2 separate regions of the Mus musculus genome follow, and region 1 is linked to region 2. A link is a contact called in public Hi-C data. All regions are on one chromosome and are shown on one strand. The core of a region is the stretch at or near the end of the contact, and the rest is flanking DNA. Distances in the headings are between cores, read along the strand shown.

Evidence for each region. Hi-C and Micro-C count contacts between places; a contact is called where the count stands out from the background.
Region 1: a contact with region 2 is called in a Hi-C map of liver, with 2.5 times the contacts expected there. The contact joins two enhancer-like sites. A contact is called at or near these places in 1 of 15 datasets of contacts at CTCF or cohesin (large pre-B cells), 7 of 484 Hi-C or Micro-C datasets (CD4 T cells, bone marrow-derived macrophages, cardiomyocytes and 3 more) and 4 of 115 datasets of contacts at active chromatin or transcription factors (astrocytes, cardiomyocytes, heart atrium and 1 more).

The regions. Positions count from the first base shown.
Region 1 is chr16:95,859,868-95,867,048 of GRCm38.p6, reverse strand. The region is part of intron 1 of 1600002D24Rik (RIKEN cDNA 1600002D24 gene); the gene reads left to right. Among named protein-coding and RNA genes, the nearest start is that of Gm41508, 58 kb to the left of the region's middle. Within about 2 kb of position 5,673, at least 89 of the 459 cell types and tissues checked have an H3K27ac peak or open chromatin away from gene starts, as enhancers often do. A contact at or near this core is called in bone marrow-derived macrophages and liver, where this site is marked.
Region 2 is chr16:95,658,162-95,664,505 of GRCm38.p6, reverse strand. It overlaps Gm31845 (a long non-coding RNA gene), which reads left to right. Exons shown (of 3, transcript XR_385090.2): 3 at 1-406. Among named protein-coding and RNA genes, the nearest start is that of Gm31845, 6.8 kb to the left of the region's middle. Within about 2 kb of position 4,790, at least 68 of the 459 cell types and tissues checked have an H3K27ac peak or open chromatin away from gene starts, as enhancers often do. A contact at or near this core is called in bone marrow-derived macrophages and liver, where this site is marked.

The DNA of each region.
Region 1 (7,181 bases), core at 4,424-6,923, 200 kb before region 2:
AGGACTGAGGGAGGTCTTCTGCTCTGGTCCTTCACAGGAACGCTCAAGGCTTTATGCTGTTATCTGGAACATTTAGCTCCTTGCCTGGTAGAAGCATCAGAAATACAAGAGCTTGAAGAGGAGGCCATGCTGGTTAAATGGCCTCTTCCTAACAGTCTTGTCCTCTGGGCATCAATGGACCTACCCTGCTCTATGGCTCTGTGTGGTGGGAGAGGGACAAGGAGCTGATGGGGGAGGGGTTTTGCGTCAATTTCTAACTCTGAGTTTGTCTTGGGATGAAATTTAAATCTATGTGAGTTGGGGCAACGGATGGTTGACTAATCCAGCTGTAGACTGGGACTCAGGGACAATGGAAGACAGGGAAGAGCATGTCCTATGCAGTTGGTCTCCTCTGTGTCTACAGCTCATTGAGTTTACTGTTAGACTTTGGGGAAAAATTAGGACCATTTCAAGCATTCAGGTAATGTTTCACCGTCTGTCCCCACAGCACAGGTTTAACTAAGAATGAGCAAACCAAAGTGTGTCTTTCAGCTGAGCTATGCAAGTAGAGTCTTATACCTCACCCCCATGTGTGTATGTGTGTGTGTGTGCGTGTGTGCGTGTGTGTGTGTGTGTGTGTGTGTGTGTGCGCGCACGCGCGCGTGTGTGCATCTGCATGCATGCCTGGTGTGCATGTTCATATGTGGAGATCAGAGGTCGACATTGCATGCCATCCTCTATTTCTCTTCCCCTTATCTTTTGGACAGGGTCTCTCACTGAACCCTGAGCTTACCAATAGACTAGAGCTGGACAGAGAGAACCTGAGACCCACTGTCTCCACCCCACACCCCCAGGACTAGGATTACAGATATGTGAGACAGTGCCTGGCTCTTATGTGATGCTGAGGATCCAAATGCAGCTCTTCATGTATGCAAGGCAAGCACTTCACCAACTGACCTCTCTCCCAGCCCCTACTCAGATCTGGAATCTCGGACTTCCAGTTCATGCTAGGCTTTGACTTTAGACGCTGGTCCTCACTTTACCTGATTGTCTCAGGCTGAGACCTCAGATGCTCCAGGGTGGACTGCATTCTTAAGAACTAGAAAACCCATTGGAGAGGTTCAGCTAGATTGTTCTAGAAAGTCCATTTATGTATTTCAAAACTTAATCTTACTAGGGTATCTAGTCCATTATGATGATAGGAGCATGAGGCTGGCTGATCACACGTGGTTGCCAGGAAGCAGAGAGAAAGGAAGTAGGGCCCAGCTTTGAACCCTCAAGGCCCACCTCCAGTGACTACTTCCTCTGGCAAAATTCCTTCAGTAAAGCTCCATCTCTGAGAGGTTCCATAACTGCTGCAAACAGTGCCACAAGTTGGGGATCCTCTGTTGAAACACATGCACCTTGTTCAAACCACACATGAAGCTTGCACCTCCACACCCTGGTTAAGTCCCTAACTCTCAAGACGCCACTTCACGATCTGAGCAGCGTTTATTAGATTTTGGAAGATGGACACCCATTCTGGTGTCAGATAGCTTGATTGCCACGGGGGGGGGGGGAATCACAGACCCCCTTGTTGTAATTCTGTGCTTCAAGTAGGGAACCACTGAAATCACCCAGTGAGATGTGTCAATGTCAGATAGCTTGATTGCCACGGGGGGGGGTGTTTAACAGAACCCCTTTGTTGTAATTCTGTGCTTCAAGTAGGGAACCACTGAAATCACCCAGTGAGATGTGTCAATGATAAGTCTTGTCTCCCCTTCAATTTACAGGGTATCTTGTGAGGATAAGGGTACCCTTGGACTGGGGCTCAATTCTGTATGATAGCACATTGTCATCAAACGAAGACACCAAGGCAGTGGCAGAGACAAGGCTGGTTGTTCAAACGTGTTTTCCATTGGGGAAAATGGGGAAAACATATTTGACCAAGACCATGGTAGAATCACATAATCTCCTCCCAGTGTGTGGGGAAAGGGATAGTGATACATGTTAGAAGATTCCAGAACAAATTGGATAAAAAGATATTTAGTAGGGGGTGGCAGACAGTACCACACAGATGCCAGGAAAGAAAGAAGAAAAGGAATAAGGATTTTAACTGGGACAACCTGATATCCAGGCCCTGTAGGAGACAGGCGCTGGCTGGGGTTGAGTGTGGTGAGCCTGAGATGTCCTGCGGGGACTGATGGCTTTCCTGGATGGGGTGGGTGGACGGGACCAGCTGGGACCAGTTGCTTCCTGCTGCTCTTGCTGCCCCTGGGGAGTGTGCTGAACTCAACATGGATGGAAGTCCTGTGCTTTTTATGTCACATGAGTTCAGGCCTCTAGTTCTCAAGCGGAGAACTGAGAAGGCTTCTGGGGTAGAAAGAGGGTTATGGTCCCCTCCCTCAAACCTCATTCCCTCCTCCTGCCTCCACAACCTGTGGCTGTGCCTACTTCCTCTCATCCTTAGTGTCCTGTGTGTGAGGTGAAGGAATGACTCTGCGCTGCCCATGTGTCCCTTGTACTGTCTGTGGCAATCTTATGCAGCCACTGTCCCAGGGAAAGGACACAGAGAATGAAAGCCTGTCTCTAAGCCAGCTCTAACAAGTTTGTAGCTTTGCTCAAATCACCTCACGTCCCTGGGCTTCAATTTTGTGTGACAGGAAGGTACACAGCAGGGGCTTTGGCTTGCTGGTTATTTTCAATCTCAGAGTCATCTGGGAGGATGAGGGCTTACCGAATGACGAATGACGTCAGCTCTAGGGACAGCCTTTACGACATCACACAAGAGCAACTGCAGGCCTGTAGCCACCATCTGACTGGTCGGAGGAACCCACTGCAGGGTGAAACGTGTGCGGGAATGTTGTAGGTTCATAGAACTATGTGTGGCATGACGCAGTTTACTGGGTTCCAGTGTGACCAGCTGAAGCTCAGGCCGCAACAGGGAGCGCGGCCTCAGTTGTCACGGAACTGTAGCTGCTTCTAGTGTCTGCCTTGGGAAGCCTGGACAAGGGCCAGGAGCTTGTGATGGGTGCCTGGGGAGACTGACATGGCTGGGCAGCCTCAGGGTTAGAGCCCAGCACTGTCCTCCTCTAAGTCTGAATGAGGCGAGGATCAGACTTAAAGGGTGAAGACGATGGGTGTGTTCTCATGTCTAAAACCCTAAATTAGATGTTGTGTATATGTGCATATGTGTGGAGGGCAGAGATCATCTGGGGTGTCTGTCCGTGGCTCATCCACTTCATCTTTTTGAAACTAGGGACCTGGGCTTGTGGATTAGGCTAGGCTAGCCAGTTAGCCAGAGAACCCCAGGGGTCTGCTTATCTCCACTCTTAGTACCAAGATTATGAACAGGCTCCACCATGCCCAGTGCTTTGCACAGATACTAAGGACCAAACTCAGGTTCTTAAGCTTGATCGTTAAGCACACAACTGAGGGGTCACCCCTCCCCCCCCCAGGATATGCTTATTCTATGGAACTATGAACTGGAAGTACATTAATTTTTATAGCTATGCTGTCGCTGAAGTGAAATTATAAAAGTGACAACAGCTCCCCGTAACCAGAAAATGCCCAGCTATAGAAGCACAGCCAATCTAAGAAACAGTACTCTAATGTGCAGATCTAAGAAACATTAATTAATATGCAGATGCTTCTTAATTTCATATTCTAGACCCTGAGGGATTATGAGGAGGTAACTCTGTGATTGGGGAGCCACACACGCAGGGTGCCCAACACCAGGCTCTCAGTGGTTGTCTTCTGCTATGGGTGAAAGGGTACTCATGGAGGAGTGGGCTGGCAGGCCTCTCTGGGGCAGGGGAAGGTGGGAGTGAGACGGGATGGGGTGGGAGGCTTGGGTAAGCTTTCCTTTCATTCTATTCTGTTGGCCAGGACCTAAATTTAGTGCCAGCTAAATAAAGGAATATTTTCAGGGCAAAAGGAGGTGATGGGGAGAGCACACTGCTTGCCTTGGCTCAGAATTCTTTATTCTTTGGGTGTCATTTTGCTGAGGGATCCCTGGAAACTGGGGGTGCGGTGGGGTGGGGGAGCCTAGAATGAGAAAGGAAGCAAAACTCATGGCCAAGGGTGTGAGTTGGAGAGAGGGGGCTGCTGTTTGACTAGAGGAAGTAGAGAATGGGGGATGGGTGGGGTCTTCTGTACCTCACACTCAGCAAGTCCAGAGCAAGGTAGTGGACTCTTTCCAGGCACCTGCTGCCCTTTCTGTGGGTGGGGCTTCCTGCCTGGTGGCTGATATCTACCCTCACACCATTTCCTGCCTGAGGCAGGGCTCTGGGGAAGCAGGTCAGCTGGCAAGCACGGCTGGAGTGTGGCTGAGAAGAGCTTTTTACCATATTGCCCACAAACTGTAGGCAATATCTCCCTTCTATGTTCCCAGTGACCGGTGGCCTTGCTCCATGTGTCAAAAATCTAGAGGCCCAGCCAGGATCCCCCACTCCCTACCCCGGACTTCCTGCGCCTCTGCATTGTCATGTGACTGTAAGAAAACTAGCTGCTAGTCAATCTTCAAGAAGGGAATTCCTCTGGGTTGAGGGAGTGTGCGCTGGGGATTACAGGAATATGTCTCCAGTAGACCTCAGCAGGCAAGCATCATGGGCTGCCCTGTAGGTATAGACAAAAATCAGACATGGAGTGTCCCATGCCACCCTGGCCTACCTCTGCCTCATAGCTTTGGGGCACTGGGTTACATTTGTATGTATGGAAATGTGCTCAGGTTATCTGTGGCAAGCCACCGTGAGACTTCTGTGGCTATGGAAGGTGGTGATCTTCTTCTGTATGAATGGAGGAGTCTTAGCTCTTGGTCTATGGAGGGATGAGAGGTTTTCACGGAAAGGAAGGGGCAGGAAGAGGCATGGGAAGCCAGGCTCAGCTCCCTCAAGCCTTCCTGACAGATGGTCAATGGCCTCTTCTTGGATTCTGGAGGCTGCCTCTGCCCTTTGAGATGTGTATTCACCTACTTGTTTTGAGGTTTCATGTTCAGGGGAGATGGGCATAGAAGCCTCTAGATGGGTTGAATAATGTACACTCAAACTCCTCTGACTGTGACCCTGCCTGGAAGATGAAGTCATGTTGAATTATTAGAATGGTACCTCATTGGTTAAATGACTGGTGTTCTTAGGAAAACAGAACACAGGAGAAGCCATGTTGGGGAAGGATTCAGAGGGCAAGGCTGTGTGGCTGCAAGTCAGCATCCTAGAGGTGACCAGAATCTGGGAGGGCCAGGAAGGGCCCTTCTGATTTTTTTTGCCCTGTGAACATCCTGATTCTAGACTTCCTTCCTCCACAACTAGGAGGGAATGGATTTTTGTTGTTGTTGTTGTTTTGTTTTGTTTTGTTTTTGTTTGTAGGTTAAGGACAACAGAAACATTACATGGATCATAGTGGCCCTAGGAAACGAATCCAACTGGGAAGCCCTTTCTTCAGGCACCCTGTCAGAACGCACAGGAGATGTGTTCTAGCATCTGGTAGGGAAGTGGCCCCAGGCGCCCAGCCTTTCCCGTTATCTTCCTCCGTGCTGGCTTCCGCTGTGGGGCCAAGGCAGCTGAAGGCAAGGCCTCCTTAGGACAGGAACGTGAGAGGAAGCCTAGCGTTGGCTCACGTTCCAAGTCAGATGGGAATCTTGGCTGTGGTGAAGACCCTTTTCCTTTGCGCTCAGGCTGTGTTCCAGAGATAAGGGAGAGGGGAGGAGCAGAGAGCTGGCTCCAGCAGAGAGGAAGCCATGGGAAGTCCTAGAGGATCAGTTTCCGGCTGATGACCCAGGCTTTGCAAAGGGGAGCTGGAGTCAGAGACCTGCTTTGCCAGAGCTCAGCCCCGACCAACTATGCAACTCAAGCAGGACACACTTCCCGGCTGCCTTAGTTTCTTGAGCAGAGGGGATGCCAAGCAGTGGTTACAGAGACCAAATGTGTGTCCTTGGCCAGGTTATGGGAGGCTCTGGTACATGGGATTGTGGGAAGAACACAGCCTCACATGTGATGACAGTTACTAGAGCACACAGTGAGGATGTGGTTGTCTTGGTGACGAATGCTGCTGTTTGGGCAATCCCTCTAGCCGAGATTGTCGAGATTGTGGTATTTAATGTTGACGTCCTTGGTTGGTTCTCATCTCTCCAAGGACTGGTTGCACTAGACTCTTGTCACCGTGACAAGAACCTGAGAGAAACGACGTGAAAGTAGAAAGAACTCTGGTCCCACAGCTTCTGCCCACAGTTCCCTCACACACTAAGATGGGCGGGCAATGACCGGGACATTGTGGTGACAGGAGTGAGGGTGGGGCTCCCCATGTGGTGGCCAGGAAGTAGAGAGGATGTCTTTCACATCTTCAATAATCCACCTCTTCCAGGTAGTCCTCCTAAACTTCCACTACCTCCCCAAATTACACCACCAGCCAGAGACTGAGCTCCCAAGGCATGATACTCCATATTTAGACCATGACAGGAGGGTCAGATTGTACCGTGGATAGATCAAGCTGCCCACACCTCCTCCCTGAATCATAACCGTTGTGCCACATGCTACTCTGACTTGAAGACGGAAGACAAACCATGTAACCAGCCATGTGACTCACACTGGCCTTGAACCCCAACTTGAAGGTGCCAAATGTTTCTGGGGCATGGAGGTCTCAGAAAACAACTTCTTTCTATAAGGCATTTCATATCACGGAGGCAGGGCCCTGTCCCCAACTCAGCTTCCAGGGAACAAGCCCTCCCAGAACAAAACCATAAATGGAGAAGGGCTTCAGAGGCAGCAACAGGGGTCATGGTCACGCCATTTCCTCACCAGCCTATTGTCTTTCCGTGTTACCTTGTTTGGGAATGGCCTTGGGACGGCTCAAACACCTGCTCTAGCACTCGAAGCAAACAGTGTCCCTTTGTCTACTTAGGTGATGTCAGTGGACCTTGGATCCAGTTCCTCACAGCCTTTCCCTCTCCCATTCTCTCACAAGGGACCTTCAAAGTGTGAGTTCTGCTGTCCCTGGGTAGGGAAGTTTTATTTTGGACCTGGCTGGTACTGCCTGCCGCTGTAATCAGCTCAGGCTGAAGGATGACTCCATCCATCTCTGGCCCTCTCTTGAACCCTGTTTCTCCCTCCCAAACACGGCAGCCTAGTTAACATGTTATAAACAGATTTCTGAGCTGTATGTTTGAGTGTTAGGACTTATCATAGCCTTGACCCTAAAAATAATCCAGAAATGGACCAGTTTGGTTAAAA
Region 2 (6,344 bases), core at 3,541-6,040:
CAAAGTAAGTTACATCAGGGATCGCCTAACATCGTGTCCAGCCAAACTGTGTTTTATCAGGTTCTGTGGAAGGGGCTCAATAGTTCCTGGGTGAATGTATAGAACCTCCAATCTACTTTAGAGTTTCCTCAGATTACACTGGAGCAGACAGCCTAAGCAGCTGAGGACTGACAGCTTGCCATGCACGGGGGTGGGGGTGGGGTGGTAACAAATGCACTTAAACACTGAAAAACCAGGAAAGCGAGACACTTATGGGAAAGCCCTCACCATGATAATTAGCTAGCAGGAAAGTCCAATTCAATACTGCAGTACGTTCATGGGCTCACTGCATACCCATCATCAGCTTCGGTTGGTGGTCCAGAGAATACACATTGAGTGACTTCCCTTCATTTTGAAGGTGGTAATACACATGGAGTGACCCATGATTCTGGCCACATATGTGGCAGAAGATGGCCTTGTTGGTCATCAGTGAGAGGAGAAGCCCTCGGGCCTGAGGGTGTTCAATATCCCAGTGTAGGTTGGGAGGATGGGAATGGGAGTGGGGGGGCACCCTCATACAGGCAGGGGGAGGGGAGATGGGATAGGGAATTTCCAAAGGGGAGACCTGGAAAGGGGAAAACATTGGAAATGTAAATAAAGAAAATATTCAAGGGGGGGGGGGAAGAAAGTCAATCATAATCTCACCACATTGAGACAATCACTGTTACTATTTCAGTATATTTTCCTCCAGGCTTTTTGAAAATAAGACATTATAACTCATGTTATATATCAAAAAAAAAATGCAGGGAAGTTTGGCTGTTGGCTTCTCTCTAATAGTTACCGAGGTAAACTCTGAAAATGTTAGAATAATGGTTTTCCTTCTTTGGGGAAAACAACTCCAACTTAGTTCACTTGTTGTGAATAAGACAGACCCTTCGACTCGGGACAAATGAATGGGCAGACTCAAGGATGGACAGGAAGGTGTGGCTGGCGAACTCAATCAGAAATCAGTGTCATAGGACACAGAGAATAAGAGGCAGAGAATAGAAGACCAGAGAGGCCAGTGAAGGGACAGCCTTCAGGTAGACTCCCAGGAGGGGAGAAAAGGGCAGGGAAGGCAAAACCTTTGACGCAATCCAGGAGACTGACAGAGTCACCGAGGAAGCAGGCTTGCAGGTGGAAGGGCCCAGTGCACTGGATACAACCGGATCTCACACACAAGATCCTAAAGCTTCCAGGAAGAAGGAAATGAGAGCTATGAAGACTTGCAGTGTGGGTTTGCCAGCCGTGTGGACCCACGAGATGGAGGTACTGACTGGAGACAAATGGTTTCTATTCTTACAGAAATGGCCAGTCCACCCTCAAGGCTGGATCAGACATATTCAGGAAACTGGGGCAGAGATTAGAGGAGACAAGGTAGAGGAATATTCTGCAGGGAGAGGATTGTTCTGGAAAACAGCCCTAGGGAAAAGAGGCAGAAACAGAACCAGCTATGTCACGGAAGTCACAGAAGTCATGGAAGTCACGGAAGTCACGTAAACCAATCATCCATTTTAGTCAACAGGCCCTCCTGTGGAGAAGGAAGGAGGGGGAGGGAGGGATAATGAGGAAGGGCTGGAGGGGTGGGGAGAGAGAGCAGCAGGTAGCCTTGGTACCTTGACTGATCCTTCCTCAGGAGGTCACCTTTGCAGTCTTAAGAGATTTTGCTGAAGTAGATAGAGCTGGCTCTGCCCCTAGAGCCCTCTTATTGGTTCCTGAGTATGCTTGACCATCATGGCCAGAACTAGGCTCAACAGTGCGACTCTAGGGGACACTCAACATCCAAACCATAGCTGTTTGGTAAATGTTTGGAAGGTCAGCCAGTGTAAATTCACCATATGAGCAAAAGAAAAATAAGATGATATTTTTAGTAGACGGAGGGAAAGCACTTTATAAAACTCAGCACTTATTCAGGAGAAAGTCTCAGTACGGAGGGTGAACAGCACCCGTCATGGCTTGCCAGGGGATGCTCGCCGGAAACTCAGGACAACTCTCATGCCTGGTGGTGAAGGGACACCCATGCCCACATTCTCAGCAACTCCATCACTAAGTAGACACCAGCAGGAGAGAGCGTCTGTGTTTACCAGAGGACTACCCAGCAGCATGACTGATGGCAGCAACCATCCATCAGCAGTGGAGTGGGTTTGTGAAAACGTGATTTCACCTGATAAGGTTACCATGTTTCCATGACCATGAGCGGCTCTCAGAATGGCTCGAAGTGAAGCAGAAACACAAGAAAATGTGTGCTAGGAATCCACTTTCACAGATTTTAGAAAATAAAAAAAACGTTAGCTGTAAGCTGCTGTGTTCAGAAAGCGCCGTGTAGGCGGGGAAAACTCAAGACCAGGAAGATGGAAGGCGTGGCATTCATCAAGCAGCAGGTTTCTGGTTTATAAAGTTGTTTTGCAATAAAAGTAGTTACAAAGAATGTATTTGTCTTGGTTCACATTTCTATTGCTTCCATGAAACACCAGGACCAAAGCCACTTGGGGAGGAGAGGGCTTATCTGGCTTATGCTTCCGCATCCCTGAAGGAAGGAAATCAGAACGGGAGGTCAAACAGGACAGGAACCTGGAGACAGGAGCTGACGCAGAGGTCGCGCAGGGGAACTGCTGACTTGTGACTTGCTGCTCCTTGTCACTTGCTCACCTGCCTTCTTGTAGGATCCAGGACCACCAGCCCGGGGATGACCCCACCCACAATGAGCTGGTCCCTCTCCCATCAATCAGTAATTAAGAAAATGCCGTGCAGGGTTGCCTACAGCAACCTTAAGGAGGCATTTTCTCTATCAGGGTTCTGTTCTCTCAAAATGACTCTATGTGTCGGGTTGACATGGAAGTTAGCCAGCACAACATTCTAATTGTGTCAAACCATAGTTTTTGGATCCTGGGGACATTTAAGAGTTTGAGGACAGGGAGCAGGCTTAGATAACCTCAGCAAGTGTCTAAGGTTTATACCTCCTCCCTCCCTCCCTCCCTCCTTTTCTCCCTCCCTTCCTTTTTCCCTCCTTCCCTCCTCCCACCCTTTCTCCTTCCTTCCCCCTCTCCCTCCCTCTTCCCTGTCCCCCTCCTTACCTCCTCCCTCTCTGTGTCCTCCTTCCTTTTCCCCTCCCTCCCTAGCCAGTGAGTTAACACAGCTATATCAGGCCATCCTCCTGCCTCTGCCCCCTGTCCCCCCCATGTGCTAGGATTACAGTTGTGCGCCATCATGGCAGCCCAGTGTTTCTGTTTTTATAATGACAAATGCAAAGGTTCCAGTCCCCAGGGTTAGAAGGCAGAGGGTCTGTGCTCCTTGAGTCACAGCCAGCACACAGCCGTGGACTGTGGCAGGTTTGCACAGAGGCCATGCTTGCTTGGGGTTTTATTGTGCATAGGAGCAGATGCCAGGGGCTGCTCTGCTCTGCTGGTGGTGGCGAGAGCCTGCCAAGCTCACAGTGATGGCAGAAGCTGCGGGCTGAGCTGTCCTCTACTCTAGGGTTGCCATTGTCTGATTGCAGTAGCAAGGATGCTTGTGTGTGGTCCTGCCTAGGTCAAGCCGTCTGCACTCACAGGTATCTGGCATCTCCTCAGCCCTGTGGTGGGTAACGAGCTATCACTCATATCAGTCACTGTGAGCAGGGGAAGATGAGCAGTGTTGGGCCCACCTGAGGGGTGAGACTCTCTTCTATCAGTGGTTCCCAATTGCTGGTCTAAGTAATTCCTGGGGCCTCAAGAGCCTCTAACAGCAATGGAATATTGTCTTACACCAGGGTGTCATTTTTCTTTACACATGCATTTATTGCATTAAAAAAAGACCTTTCCATCCCTCGGGTTATGTTGCAGCTCCTGCTGTCCTTGCTTTTCCTGCCATGCAGAGCCGTGATGCCTTCTGAGCACCTACAATATCTTTCTAGAAGCTCAGAGACAGACATGAGGGAGATTAGGTCATTCCTGTTCCCACAGACCTAACTTTCTTATCAAGGGGAAAGCACAATAAATCAGATCCGTGGAGTGGTCGTATGGTGGCGTAAATAAGCCAGGTAAGGCCAGAGGGGCCTGCTCCTGGAGAGACAGTATAGGCACACGAATGCCTAGTGCCCAATGGCTTCCCCCAGGGGTGCTAAGAACATTTGCAAACACCTCCATCCACACAGCAGAAGAGGGACCCGTGCAGCAGCAGGAAGAAGGCAGCTGTGGGGAGGTCTTGCTGGATGAGAAGATGGAAGAAGATTGGCTACACAGCTCTGTCCTCATACTGCCACGGGTGTGCCCCACTCCACGTGCACACACAAGCGTAATATACACGATACTTTAAATATCATCATTCCAAAAGGCCGTCCTTAAACATACTAGAGCTACAATCAGTGCTCGAAGAGATTGGGGTATCCAAACGAGACAGAGACAGCCTAGGGGACATCATCAAAATGCTCTAAAACTACAGGTGGGGCTCAAAAGAATTATCGGACACTTTTTAAAAGTGATAATTTTGTAGGCAAAAATAGTATAATTCTAAGTTTTAGGCTTTTAGCATGTGTTTTAAAAATCTGAACAAAACACCAACCGATGAAATATTTTGTTTTTTAGCCCTGAGGTCCTATACTGTATGTCACAGTAATCTCCAGGTGACACCAACTTAGGGTGTTGCATGCAGAGGCGAGGACAGGGTCTGCCTGCCCCCAAACACTATCCAGGAAACAGAGGCATTTTAATTTTGCCCCAGAACAACTAAGAACGGATCACTCAGCTCCAGCCCTTCCTGGCAGAGGCTTCTCCGATTGCATAATCATCACCGGGCGCCCGCCTCGCGCTCGACGCGATTTCCGCATTCATTTTACAAGCCATAGCTTGTCTCCTAACGTAAAGCACGTTGGATTGTAAACCCAAGCAAGGGAACGGAATGTTCTCTGGGCTCAGAAACCCGACGCATTTACCCTCTCTGTGTTCAATGCTATAGAACGTGTCTAAACAAATTTAGCCCAGTCTCCCTGTTAGAACAAGTAAATGATAAGCTAAGAATCGTGTTAAAAGGACTTAGAATCAAGGGGGTTGGAGGGAGAGACAGAGAGACAGAGAGAGAGAGAGAGACAGAGAGAGAGAGAGACAGAGAGAGAGAGACAGAGAGACAGAGAGACAGAGACAGAGCAGAGGAGGTTCAGACCAGAACGAAAGGCGGAAGATCTGTGTGTTGTGAGACACTTCACTTTTAATAAAACCAACCTCCCTTTTCTCTGATGTCATAGTTACAGCAATACAGGCAAAGACTGGTTCCATCACCTGAGAGGTAGTGGACTGCTTGCAGGTCCTAGGCCTGCTGTCCCGTGGCTCAGCTCATTGTCCCTCCTTAATGCTCCTCACTTGGAAGACAGCCATGTTTACAGTCCTGCCATGAACAGCAGCAAACTCAGTTCACTTCCCCAGAGATAGAAATAGCAGACCTGTGGCTAGGCCTGTGTGTGAGCCCTGGGTGTGGTCGGTTGTCCAGGTAGTCAAGGCCTCTGTGAAACGGCACCCCCTGCTGGTGAGGCAGGGAATTGCCCAGGCACCTCAGAACATGAGAGGGCTTGGAGATCTAAATTCTTTACAGAGGTAATTAGGACAAGGAGAGGCTATCAGGAGCAGGCCCTAGTGCAAGAAGACCATGCCTTGATGAAGAGACTTCAGGACACAGACACATGCGGAAGGTAGCTCCCTAAGGGGGAAAGCTGCCATGTGTTGAACAAAGAGAGGCCCTTACTCACCCCTGTGCTAACTTAGAGAGAAATGGGTTACAGCAAGTTACACTGAGTAGAATCAAACCCTAGGCCAAGGATTGAGAACCGGAAAGTGTGGTTGGGGAATGAGAGGCTGCCAATTGTCTATGAAGAGAGATTATTTATTCTGGTCCCTCATGGTGAGTCAGGAGAGAGTCAGGGAAGGCGCTGTCCCCTAAGCGATGGGCCCACGATCTGCTGACATCACCCAGTTAAAGACATTTTTGTTTATTTTATTTTAAAATTTGTAGCCAAACAAGTGTTTCAAAGGTCCCAAGGGTGTTCCACTGTAAGCATCAAGGTGGGCCTGGAACCTGAGACTTATGAAGTAGTATTTGATTCAGTCTGAAGCATTACCAACAAGGAGACCTGCTGGGCATGCTGGGAGGCATAGACCTGTCACACCAGCACTTGGGAAGTGAAGGTACGGGGGTGGGGTGGTGGGAGTCAGGAACTCAGGGTCATCTTCAGCTACACAGTGAATGTGAAGCCATCTTGGGATACTTGAGACCCTGTCTCAGATGATAGACAGTCAGAAACACTGATGACTAAGGTATTGTTTCTCTGCATAGAATTTACCAAGCAGTCTGTGTAGTGT